2 separate regions of the Mus musculus genome follow, and region 2 is linked to region 1. A link is a contact called in public promoter capture Hi-C data. All regions are on one chromosome and are shown on one strand. The core of a region is the stretch at or near the end of the contact, and the rest is flanking DNA. Distances in the headings are between cores, read along the strand shown. Region 1 overlaps Pum2 (pumilio RNA-binding family member 2). Region 2 holds the start of Matn3 (matrilin 3).

Evidence for each region. Promoter capture Hi-C pulls out the DNA fragments that hold promoters and counts their contacts.
Region 2: a contact with region 1 is called in a promoter capture Hi-C map of cranial neural crest. The contact joins the promoter of Matn3 here to the enhancer-like site in region 1. A contact is called at or near these places in 9 of 39 promoter capture datasets (the C10 cell line, cranial neural crest, embryonic stem cells and 4 more), 1 of 484 Hi-C or Micro-C datasets (pre-megakaryocyte-erythroid progenitors), 1 of 115 datasets of contacts at active chromatin or transcription factors (cardiomyocytes) and 4 of 9 other capture datasets (adipose tissue, embryonic stem cells, liver and 1 more).

Annotation. Positions count from the first base shown.
Region 1 is chr12:8,711,265-8,716,924 of GRCm38.p6, reverse strand. Pum2 (pumilio RNA-binding family member 2) reads right to left here. Exons shown (of 21, transcript NM_001160220.1): 6 at 3,295-3,565; 7 at 2,988-3,081. Among named protein-coding and RNA genes, the nearest start is that of Pum2, 40 kb to the right of the region's middle. Within about 2 kb of position 3,539, at least 6 of the 459 cell types and tissues checked have an H3K27ac peak or open chromatin away from gene starts, as enhancers often do.
Region 2 is chr12:8,944,722-8,950,381 of GRCm38.p6, reverse strand. It overlaps Matn3 (matrilin 3), which reads right to left and starts at 2,453. Exons shown (of 8, transcript NM_010770.4): 1 at 2,131-2,453. The coding sequence starts at 2,338.

The DNA.
Region 1 (5,660 bases), core at 2,290-4,789:
ACAGAAAAGCTTAAATTATTTGCTGTGTTTACCCTTCTACAGAAAATGTTTGGCCAACCCCCTTTGGAAGACTCTTTACACCAATACTGAACAAGATGGTAGTTACTAGCCACATAAATTCCAGTAAACATGTGACAAGCTTAACAAGATCAGATGAACACTTATCTCATTTCAGAATAAGGATGTAAAAGTTCTCATTAGTAAGGTTCTTACCAATATTCTGAAATGATACAATGGGTTAAAACAAATAATTTGGATCACTTTTACTTAGTTCATGTTTTAAGCATGGTTACTAATTTAAAGTTGTTCATAATATATACTCTATTTCTATCATGCTGTTCTAAGTATGCTGTAAGCTAGCCAAGGATGACTGCAAAACTTGATTAAAAAGTACCAACGGTGAAAAAAATAAATATTTACAAATGCGAAATTAAGATTAAAATGGAGTCAGTTGATAGCTTATATTTTATGCTATCATAAAATATAAATATTTTGAATTTATTCAGGTTTCTAAAATTTGCAAATTGTCAAGATTGTTTAAGTCCTGTAAGATACAAGTACCAACTAATAAATGAACTCTCTCACACACACAGACACACAGAGGCAGGAACCCCGCCCAATTCTAGATCAGGCTATATAGATTAGCTCACCAGTGAAGTATGTTTGCTGCTCTTACCAAGTTCTCTTCCTAGCACCTCATCAGCTCCTAAGTGTGCTTCTCCAACTACAGGGAATCTGATACTCTTTTATGGTTTCCAAGAACACCCACAAGCACATCATCACACTAACTGAATACATATAAATAAAAATACACTTTAAAAGGAAAGCAATTGAGGGAATCAACTCAGGGTTTCTTGTGTACTATACAAGCACTTTAACAATTGAACTACAACCCACAACAAATTTTAAGCACTTATCAACACTAGATTTGAACTATTCTATGCATTCATTAATAAGGATAATTTATGCCATGTTAATTTTTCCAAAGTATATTTTTAAAACCCAAAATCTGATCTTCTAGAAGTAGGTGATTTTGAAGTTCATACCTCCCACCACAAAAACAAAAACAACTCCAAAAACTTTCAAAATTGCAAAGACTAACAGCTGTGAAATATTAAAACATACCATAAAGGTCCAAGTAATAAAACCTGTGTATTTCATGAGCAATTTCATGAGCAGGTGCAATTCATACATTTTAACAGTACAAAGGTTAAATTAATAAATACACGGATAAAGGATGCCCAGGAAGAAAGGAAGGAAGGAGGCCAGGTAGATGCTGCAATTATAATGGGTGTACTGGCTAGTTTTGTGTCAACTTGACACAGCTGGAGTTATCACAGAGAAAGGAGCTTCAGTTGAGGAAATGCCTCCATGAGATCCAACTGTAAGGCATTTTCTCAATTAGTGATCAAGGGGGAAAGGCCCCTTGTGGGTGGAACCATCTCTGGGCTGGCAGTCTTGGGTTCTATAAGAAAGCAGGCTGAGCAAGCCAGGGGAGGCAAGACAGTAAAGAACATCCCTCCATGGCCTCTGCATCAGCTCCTGCTTCCTGATCTGCTTGAGTTTCAGTCCTGACTTCCTTGGTGATAAACAGCAGTATGGAATTGTAAGCTGAATAAACCCTTTCCTCCCCAACTTGTTTGTGCAGGAATAGAAACCCTGACTAAGACAATGGGTATATGTATATTTTCATTTATCTTTGTAAAAGCCCCAAGTAAAATTCCTAGGAAGCCTTAACAGCACTAATACAGAACAATAGACATTTGAGGGAAAACAAACAAATTAGTCCTTAAAGAGCACTTGAGGGCTGGAAACAGTTCAGCGAGAGAGATCCAGAGACCCCAAAGTTCAATTCCCAGCCCCCCAGTCCCCGCACCAAGAAAAAAAAAAAAAAAAAAAAAAAAAAGAAAGAAAGGAAAAGATAACAAAGAAATCCTACCACAAAACACTTGCAACTAAAAAATAAATTACGTTTATCCAAAATCAGGTAGTTAGATATATAGTGATAAATGATACAAAACTATATATGCTCTGTATTAATAACATCTTGCTAGTTTTCATATACTACAATTATATAAGGAGAATTAGAAGAAACTAGACAGAAGGGTATGAGGAACTCCCTGTACTTAATTTTATAATCTATTATTACCTTTTAAAAAGCCCCCAAATATATTACATTTAAACTTATTTCACTCCACATCTACTATTAAGAGTCAGAATCAGAGGGCTGAGAAGAAAAACAAAACAGTTATTAGCATATTATTATCATCTATATTATTAAACAGTAAAGATGTGCAAGTGGTAGGAAAAACAAGAAAGACAAAAATAACTAAATATAGACAACAAAACATGTACCAAACTTGAATTTTATCAGTAATAATTATATGGCTGAGTTAATTCACATTAGTTAGAACTAGATATCAAAAAAGTTAATTTTACAGAAAATTTTTTAGTATTCTTGTTTTAGATTAAATCTAAAAATGAGCGTTCTGACTGGAAAATAGATTATATAAATAATAACATTTTATTTCTAGATCTTTGATTACCAATTATCAACTGAGAAAAAAAATCTTAAAAACTAACAACATTTATCAAGTATAAATTTTCAAATGTATGTGTGAGTGTGTTTTCACGCCACAGAGCACATGTGGAGGTCAGATGATAACCTGTGGAGCTGGCACTCTCCTTCCCCATAGATCCTGGATTTTAAGATCAAATTTGGGTCATCAGGCTTTGTGACAAACGCACTGGAGCATCTTGCTGGCCCAAATTACAGACAGATTTAACCAATGATGCAAATAATCAAAATGATTCCCTCCATTAATCATAATCTTTAGTGTGTAATCTGTTACTACTAACCTCAGAGGTGTTTCAGAAAGTAACAAAATGTAAACAAGACATTAAGAAATAAAAGGAAAGTTTAAATACATTAATACCAGCTTTTTCTTCTAATAATGAAAAGGTGTAACTTAATTGAAAAGACTTACCTATATGTGGCTGCTGAGCTGCTGCTAATGCATACTGCTGCTGCTGAGCTGCAGTTAACTGCTGAACTGTTAGTGCACTAGTCCTCTGAAAGAGCTATCCAGGAAAATATTTAATACAAAGATTAATACCAAAACATCGCAATTCTCATTAAAAAGCTATGAATATTTTAAACACTTATTTGAAGAACTTTCTTAACCATAATGACATTTTAATCAATAAAGCATTAAGTGTCAAAACCCTTATCATTCCTAGTGAGTCATACCACTTCAGATTTCACTAATAATAGTGTTACAGAAGTCTCTTTACCTGCTGTTGGGAATTGTAGTCAAAAAGGCCTACAGTAGCTCCTGAAGAATCCATGGGTACCTGATTACCAGGATAGTCAAACTGTAAGGAATCCAGACCAACTTGGTCCATTGCATCCAGATTCTGAGTTTCAGGGTTTGAAAATTCTTCAACAAGTGGTTTATTCGCTGTCGGATTAGGAAGAGGGCCCAATCCTTCTGGGGGATTAGTACTAGGGCCAAGGCGCTCAACTACTTCAGTTGGAGAGGCTTGGCGACTTCCAGGAGTGCGACTAAGTAAAGAAAACAGAAGAGCACTATGAGTAAACGGAGCAAATCCAAGGGTAAATAAAATAGTTAAGTATGAAGGGGAAAAAAGTCCCAAAATATGAAGAATAAGTAAGGCTTTCTGAGTCATCAAATGTTCCATTTCTCATATCTTTTCCTATTTCGTAACTACTTAAGGTAACAGTTTCAGTATTTTTAATTTTATCACTCTCCTCAATTTGAATAGCATAATCATATAACTCAATCATACAGATAAGACAAAGACACAGGTAAGAAAATTTGTCAAAATTTACAACTATACTACTTGAAACTTTTGTCTAAAGCCATAGACAAAAATTAAGAATAAAAAACAACTATTAAATAACAAATATGGCAAAAAAAAAAAAACCCCAAATATGGCAAAGCTCAAAATTCCACTTATCAAAAAACTAACCAGACATGATGGTTAAGTTTCCGTGAGTGAAAGAAATCTAAACTAAAACAAAAGCTGACTCACAACTGTGACTTTCAAAGGTTTTTTTCTGTGCAAACCCTTTTATCTTTTGCACTTGCTTCCTTAATGAGAATAAATGTAAGACTGGGTAGTTTTAGCTAAAAGAACAGAAGAGCAAGCAAGAAAGGGAGTAGCAGCCAAACAGCGAGCCTTTATGAAAGCCCTATACAATAAACAGCTACCCAAAGATCATCTCTACTGTTCCAAGTTGTTTCTCTTTAAAGGTAAATGTAGTAAATTTTGAAAACTTAAAAAGTATACAGAACACACACAATTTTATATAAACAAAATACCAACCCCGCTGCACCACACTACCCTAATTTTCACAAGAAATTCACTAATACTGAATTAAAATTTCAGCATTGGTTTCTCTTCTCATCAACATTGTTCATGTTTCTGACATACTACTACTACTACTACTACTACTACTACTACTACTGATGATGATGATGATGATGCAGTATTCTGCCTGCATGTATACCTGCAGGCCAGAAAAGGGGTCCAGATCTCATTATAGATGGTTGGTTGTGAGCCACCATGTGGTTGCTGGGAATTGAACTCAACCTCTGGAAGAGCAGCCAGTACTCTTAACTAGTGAGCCCCTCTAATATTCTTTTTACACTGTTTTTAATCCTAACATAGTCTATCTTTTCTTATATATGTTTTATATAGGAATCTTACTTTAAGTGTATTGCTCTGAGAAACTATGCATTCATAACACATTCAAAGTATATAAGTACCTAAGTTTAGTAGTAATGAGTGTTTTACTTGTGTCGAACACCAGCTGTTCATCAAACTTAACAGCCTCTAATTTAAGATGTTCCACACTGGCATAAGTTTGCTATCATACAGCAGTTTACAAAGTAATTCTTTTTTTGTTTGTTTATTTGTTTGTTTGTTTTTGTTTTTTCGAGACAGGGTTTCTCTGTATAGCCCTGGCTGTCCTGGAACTCACTTTGTAGACCAGGCTGGCCTGGAATGCAGAAATCTGCCTGCCTCTGCCTCCTGAGTGCTGGGATTAAAGGCGTGAGCCACCACGACAAAGTAATTCTTAATTAAAACCACTAAGTACTTAAAACATTCATGCTACTTCCAAGTCAATCACTGTTTTTGCATATTGGATTTCAAATGTGTTTTTCCTTTAGCCATAGCATACCTGCCTTTTGTGGTTTTTTTCACTTGAAACATTTAAGAAAAAACAAACAAACCAAAACAGAGCTTCTTAGCCAACTTAAAAAAAGGTGGAATAGTCCTACACTTCATTCCAGTAATGTATATATTCCTGACATGTGTTACTAACAAATTTTAATGATAAACTTGAAAGAGATCATATGGTCACAGCAATTTTTCTTAAGCATTTTTACATGACAAGTACTAACTGATACTGTATTTAACTAGTAATTTCAAACACATATTTAAAATCTAGTGGAACAAAACCCACAAATTAGATATTCATAGTCATGTTTAAAAGGGAGCAATAAACTTTCACATAAAACAACTCAATACAGCAAAAGCAGAGAACAAAAGAACATACTGTGTTTTCAGTGGTGCTATTTTCTTGCTATAGTTAATGGTGTGTTAACACTTCAATTATAAATATATAAAAA
Region 2 (5,660 bases), core at 1,204-3,703, 230 kb before region 1:
CTAGGAACTAGGCAGCTGCTCATGTTTAGTAGAGGTTTGAGGGAAGCGAGCCCTGAAAAGCAGTAGTATAAGCCTGGCCTCCATGACTCTTCTCTCCCTGCCCCAAAGCCTTTCCAGTACACAGCAGCTGCTCCCACTGAGGCAAAGTTTTCCACCACAAAAAAAACCAACATGTGCCCAGCCAACGATCATATGTTGACTTTGAACCACCACCCAAAAGATGCTGTATATGTCATGTGTTTGGTTAAGTCACAAGGAATTACAAATCACTTTTTAAAACAACCCCCCAATTTCCTTCAAGATTTCCAGGGATCAAGGAGCAAGGAAAAAGACTCGTGTAGAAAATCTTACCCGGACATAGGTCTATACATTTTCCATGGTTGTAGCGGAGGGAAAAACCATCATGGTGTAAGCGTTGTAACCCATCGCTTACACTAACCCCCAAGTGCTATCCCTACAAACCCGTGTGTCCTTGTAACTAAACATGCCTGAGTCTATCCTTCTTGGTTTCCCCAATAAGTCTTCTCTTTGGGGGAGGAATCTCTTAGATGTGATAGGCAGAATAATTCCTGTCCTTTTTCCAGGGGCTTGCACAAATGCTGCTAAACATAGCAAAACACTGCAGCTATGATTGGAGGGCTTTTACTGGGGAAGTTGGCCTAGATTTTCTCAGATGAATTCAAGAGAGTTACCAAGGTCCCTAAAAGTGGAAGAGGTAGCCGAAGAGGGGTCTGAGTGAGCAAGATGTGAGATGGGCTCAAGCTGCTGTTGCTATTTTTCAAGAGGGAAGACAAGGTAGAGCTCTCTTCTCGTCCCTACTCCCTCTGCAAAGGTACACAGTGTTCTTTAATCGCAGTCTCAAGATCGACAGTTTGATTCTCAAGAAAAGAGAACTTGGGCTTGTGGGCACAACTCTGATGGTTAACTTAACTTGCATGGGTTCCACTTGTGCCCATCTAGGTGCCAATGCTCTTGTCATTTTCAATCTGGGATTTCAAATCAGTTTTGATGGAGTTTCCTGAGCTGGTCCTCCACATATCCAGCAAATCACAGGAGGAGACAGACCATGCAAAACAGCCAAACACCACGGCTGGCCAGATGAGCCTGAACGCCTAAAACATGGTTTGCTATAGCCTCTTTCAAGTGAAGACCAGACAGACTAGAGCTGGATCTTTGGGTAAGAAAGAGGCAATCTTCTGTAAGTGGTGCAGAAACTTTGGCAAGCTGTACAGTGGACGGAGCCCCTGCTTGACTTTTGGGGTTTTGATTTTCACTCAGGGGATCTGATGTTGATTTTGGTTTTGGCTTTTTTTTTTTTCACTATGTTAATCCTTGAGGTCCCTGTATGTCTTGTGAGGGGTCATGACAGGTGTTTATCAGCTTCTCTGGGCTCTGTAGATTTGTTCTGCTCAGAGCAATGTTAGTGGCTGGGGGTAGGGGGGAGTGGAGTTGTTCGTCAAAGACCAGACCTGTCTGGTTCTTTGGGGACTGACAGAGTATAGTTTGGAGTGTGGGGCCCAGTCGGTATGAGCAGAATCCCAGGGCTGGGGCAGAACAGAGTAGGGTTCTAGAACAAGATCCTCCCTGGACACCTAAATGGCAGCTTGGTTTGCCATCCTACTCTCACTTCCTACACCTCCGCTAAGTCGTGCCTTTTTCCATATTCTGAGTCTCCTCTAAATCCTTTCTTCTTAGGAAAAAAGGCACACAGTGAATGCAAAATAGACGAAGATTTCCAGGTAACAGCAAACAGAGTGTCAGGAAAAGTTTGCTCTCCCTAGCCAAAAGACCAAGGCCAGATAGAGCTGGGAGCCCCCATTCCCTGGCTGGCGCTCCTACAGGTGCACGTTGCCCCCTTCCCAAATCACAAGGAAATTCAGGATACCAGATGCTATATGCGCATGACCTTACATTCTAGCCCTACCCGCTCCCCTGCGTTGTCAGACCCTCAGTTTCTGAGCAGGACTGCAGGGGGAAAGGATGCAGCACCCTGCCTGCCTGAGGCTGGGATAAAGGCACGTAGATGTAGCATGCTACGTTCCTGGGTCCCGGCCCCTCTTCCCTCCTCCCAGCTATGGCTGTGGCACCCTCTCTGGAGAATAAGTTTACCACCCACCCACCCCACTGTACCTGCGCCGCGGCCCCCGGAATATGGCGCGCGGGTGGAAGTAGCCAGAGCAGAGAGATGCCCAGGGCTGCCTCCGGGGACTCGTGTCCCCAGCCGGCGGACGCTCGCGCGGGCCAAACGTCCAGGAGCAGCCAGGGAAGGCAGGAGCAACAGCGGCCAGAGCAGCAGCAGAAGCCCCGGGAGGTGGCGTAAGGGGGCTGAGAGCAACATGATGGGCTTGACGACCTGCCGGGGTCTGTGAGCCGCGAGGTAACTGGGGTACACAGGGTCAGAGGTCTCAGCCATAGGGCCTCACATTGGCAACCAATTTAAAGGTCCCGCTTCTGAGGCTCCGCCCCGCCCCGCCCACTAGAAGGCCTTGCCACGAGAGCCCGGGAACCGCCAAAGGCCAACAAGAAGCCCTGTCTGTGCATTCCAGTGGCAGGAGCGGAATGTCTGGGACTAGGCGGCCAGCGGCACAGTGGTCACTGCCCGCCTAGTCCGGTGGGCTCGGCTGGGTGCCTCCTGGCCGATTGCCTCCTTGTAAAACCAGGCTAGGATTGGGGGACTCCTGCTCTATCCCGGCCAGATCTGTGCCCCCAGATTCTGTTTGACAAACTTCAAGTTCTGTACCCACTGCAGAACAAGAGCCTCACACAACGCACCTTTCACCGGCCAAGAAAACTTGCTGTGATTTTTTTTTTTTTTTAAGGATAGGCCTCACAAATTCTAGCATCGTGAATGGGATGCTTTTAGCCCCGTTTTAAATATTCATAAACATTTAAACTTATACTACCAGGAATAGTAAATCAAACATATACTTCCCCAAAGAGCCTCCGGTTTGCTGGAAGAACACCCACTTCCTCTCCGGAAGAATAACCAGCACAGGGCTGGAAACTGCTCGGGAGACCTTCAACTCACTGTGTGAGAGAAGATGCACAGATAGTATACTGTTAGGGGAACGTGATGGGTTATAAAAGTGGCCTGTGTGCGTAGGAAGGGCTTCTAACAGGGGAGGAGAGCTGAGCTGGATTTTCAACCACTGCAATGAGCATGAATGAGTCTCAACAGAGCCGATCCAGTCTTTTCTGCCACGACTGTTGCCTTTCTACCATCCAGCGCGTGGTAACCTGACAGTCATGTCTCCTACAAATTATACAACAGCTAAGAGGTAGAGGTAACCTGGTGTCCTCTGGGTGAGTGGATACACAGAAGATAGTATCTGCATGTCTTAGGGTTACTATGGCTGCGATGAAACACCATGACCAAAGTAGTGTTGAGAGGAAAGGGTTTATTTGGCTTGCATTTCCACATTGCTGTTCAGCATTAAAGAAAGTCAGGACAGAAACTCAAGGCAGGAACCTGAAGACACGCGCTGATGCAGAAACCACAGAGGAGTGCTGCTTGTTGGCTTGCTTAGGCTGCTCTCTTATAGAACCCAGGACCACCAGTTCAGGAGTTGCTCCACTCACAATGGGTTGGTCCCTCTCACATCGCTCACTAATTAAGAAAGTGTCCTACAAGCTTGCCTACAGCTCGATCTTACAGAGGCGTTTTCTCAGTCAATATTCTCTCCTCCGATGACTCCAGCTTATGCCAAGTTGACAAAACTAACCATCACACTGCATGTATGAATACTAAGCAGCCTTCGAGATAAAGTTCGAGGGCATGTTGCAAGGTGAAATAAGCCAGCCACAGGAGACATGTTTAGAATGATACCGTTTGTAAGGAGTATCTAAAGTAGTCAGTTTGCATTGAAACAGTGGAAAGCTGGCTCCTGGGAAACTGGGAAGGAAGGCAGTTGGAGTTGATTGGTGGCTGTAAGCTTTCAATTCTGCAAAATGAGAAGTTGTGGAATCCGATCCCACAGTAACATGAACACACTGCTGTAGTTAGAATGTGCACTCTTCACGTTCAGAAGTCGGGAACTTAAGCCTCAAGGTCCCAGACTACTTGGGAAATAAGCATGCCTGAAAGAAGTCACGAGGGAACACTGCCACGATGGCATTAGTGGCTTTCTAAGAAGTGTTGGTCTGGAGAGCTGGCTCTGGTGGGTGAAGTATAAGGACCTGAGTTCTGAACCCCAGAATTCACATCGAGCTGGGTACAGTAATCCACACCTGTAACCTCAGCACTTCTACAGTGGGACACAGCCACAGACAATAAAGAGAGCCCATCTCAAACAAGGCTGGTGCTCAAGAGCTACACTAGAAGTTTTGACCTCCACACCCATGATGCAACAAACCCATGCCTTAGTTACATACATAAACGCACACACACACAGGAAAAGAGAAAGTGGCTGGGGGAGTAGCTCAGCAAAGTGTCTGCTTAGTGTGCGTGAAGCCCTGGGATTGGTCCCAAGCACCATATAAACCATGCAGGCTGATAAATCCAGGCACACACGGAGGCAGGAAAATGGGAAGTGTCAATGTCATCCTCTGCTACAGATCAAGTTCAAAGCCGGCACGATGTCTCCGAGGGGGCTGGGGAACAGTCGATGAAGAGATGAGCTGCCTTGCTGACCCTGCATGTGATGAGCTCTTGAGTATAGGCAACAGGAACACAAGGACAATGTTTGAACTGTTCACTGCTCAACTCCCAGAAACTGGACCTTGGCACATGATGGCTCTCGGTCAAAGATAAGACTGAGAGGCCAGAAGACAGCAGTTCCTGGAATAGAGCTGTTTTGACTTACTGTGGCAGGGTGGTCATCATGTGTGAGAGAGCGTTTGAAGAAGAAACAGCCGGGCTCTGCTTTTTCAGAGGAAAGGCTTTGCTCTGTTCCATCTCATGGACAGACAACAGACTTCTCTGTGTTGGACATCAGTACCACACAGTAGCCTTCCTTGACCTTTTTTCAGCAAGGTGTTGGTTCCTCAGCCACCACTAGGCTCCCACTGGGGTAAAATAACACCAAGACAATGGTCTGATTTATAGTTGCCTGTGAGCAACTGTGTTTAAAAAAAAAAAAAAAAAAGAATTATTGAACCAAGACTAAGGAATAAATTATGGGTAGTTTTTTTTAAATATTTCATTTTAATGTTTCTGTATTGACTTTTTTTGTTATTTTTAATTTTTGGAACTTTTTTTTTTTTTTTTTTTTTTTTTTTTTTTTTTTTTGCAATAGGGCCCATGTGGCTCTAGCTAGCCCAGAACTAGCTATGTATATCAGGTTGGTTTTGAACTCACAAAGATGGACCTGGCTCTGCCTCCCAAATGCTCAGACAAAAGAAAGGCATGTGCCACCATGCATGGATAAGATCTGTTTGTTTTTATTTTATGTATATGGGTGATTTTGTGTGTGTGTTTGTGCACCACATGAGAGTCTAGTAGCCACAGAAGCTAGAACGGAGCACAGATTCATCTAACCTGAAGTTCCAGATGAGTGTGAACCTCCACCCAGATGCTGAGAACTGAACTCTAGTCCTCTGCAGAAGTGTGCACTCGGAGCCATCTCTCCAGCCCACTCCCTACTGCCATGATTTATACTGTACTGTATATTAGAACTTGTATCTACAGGGAGACTTCACCTACCACCCCTCTAGGACTAGTT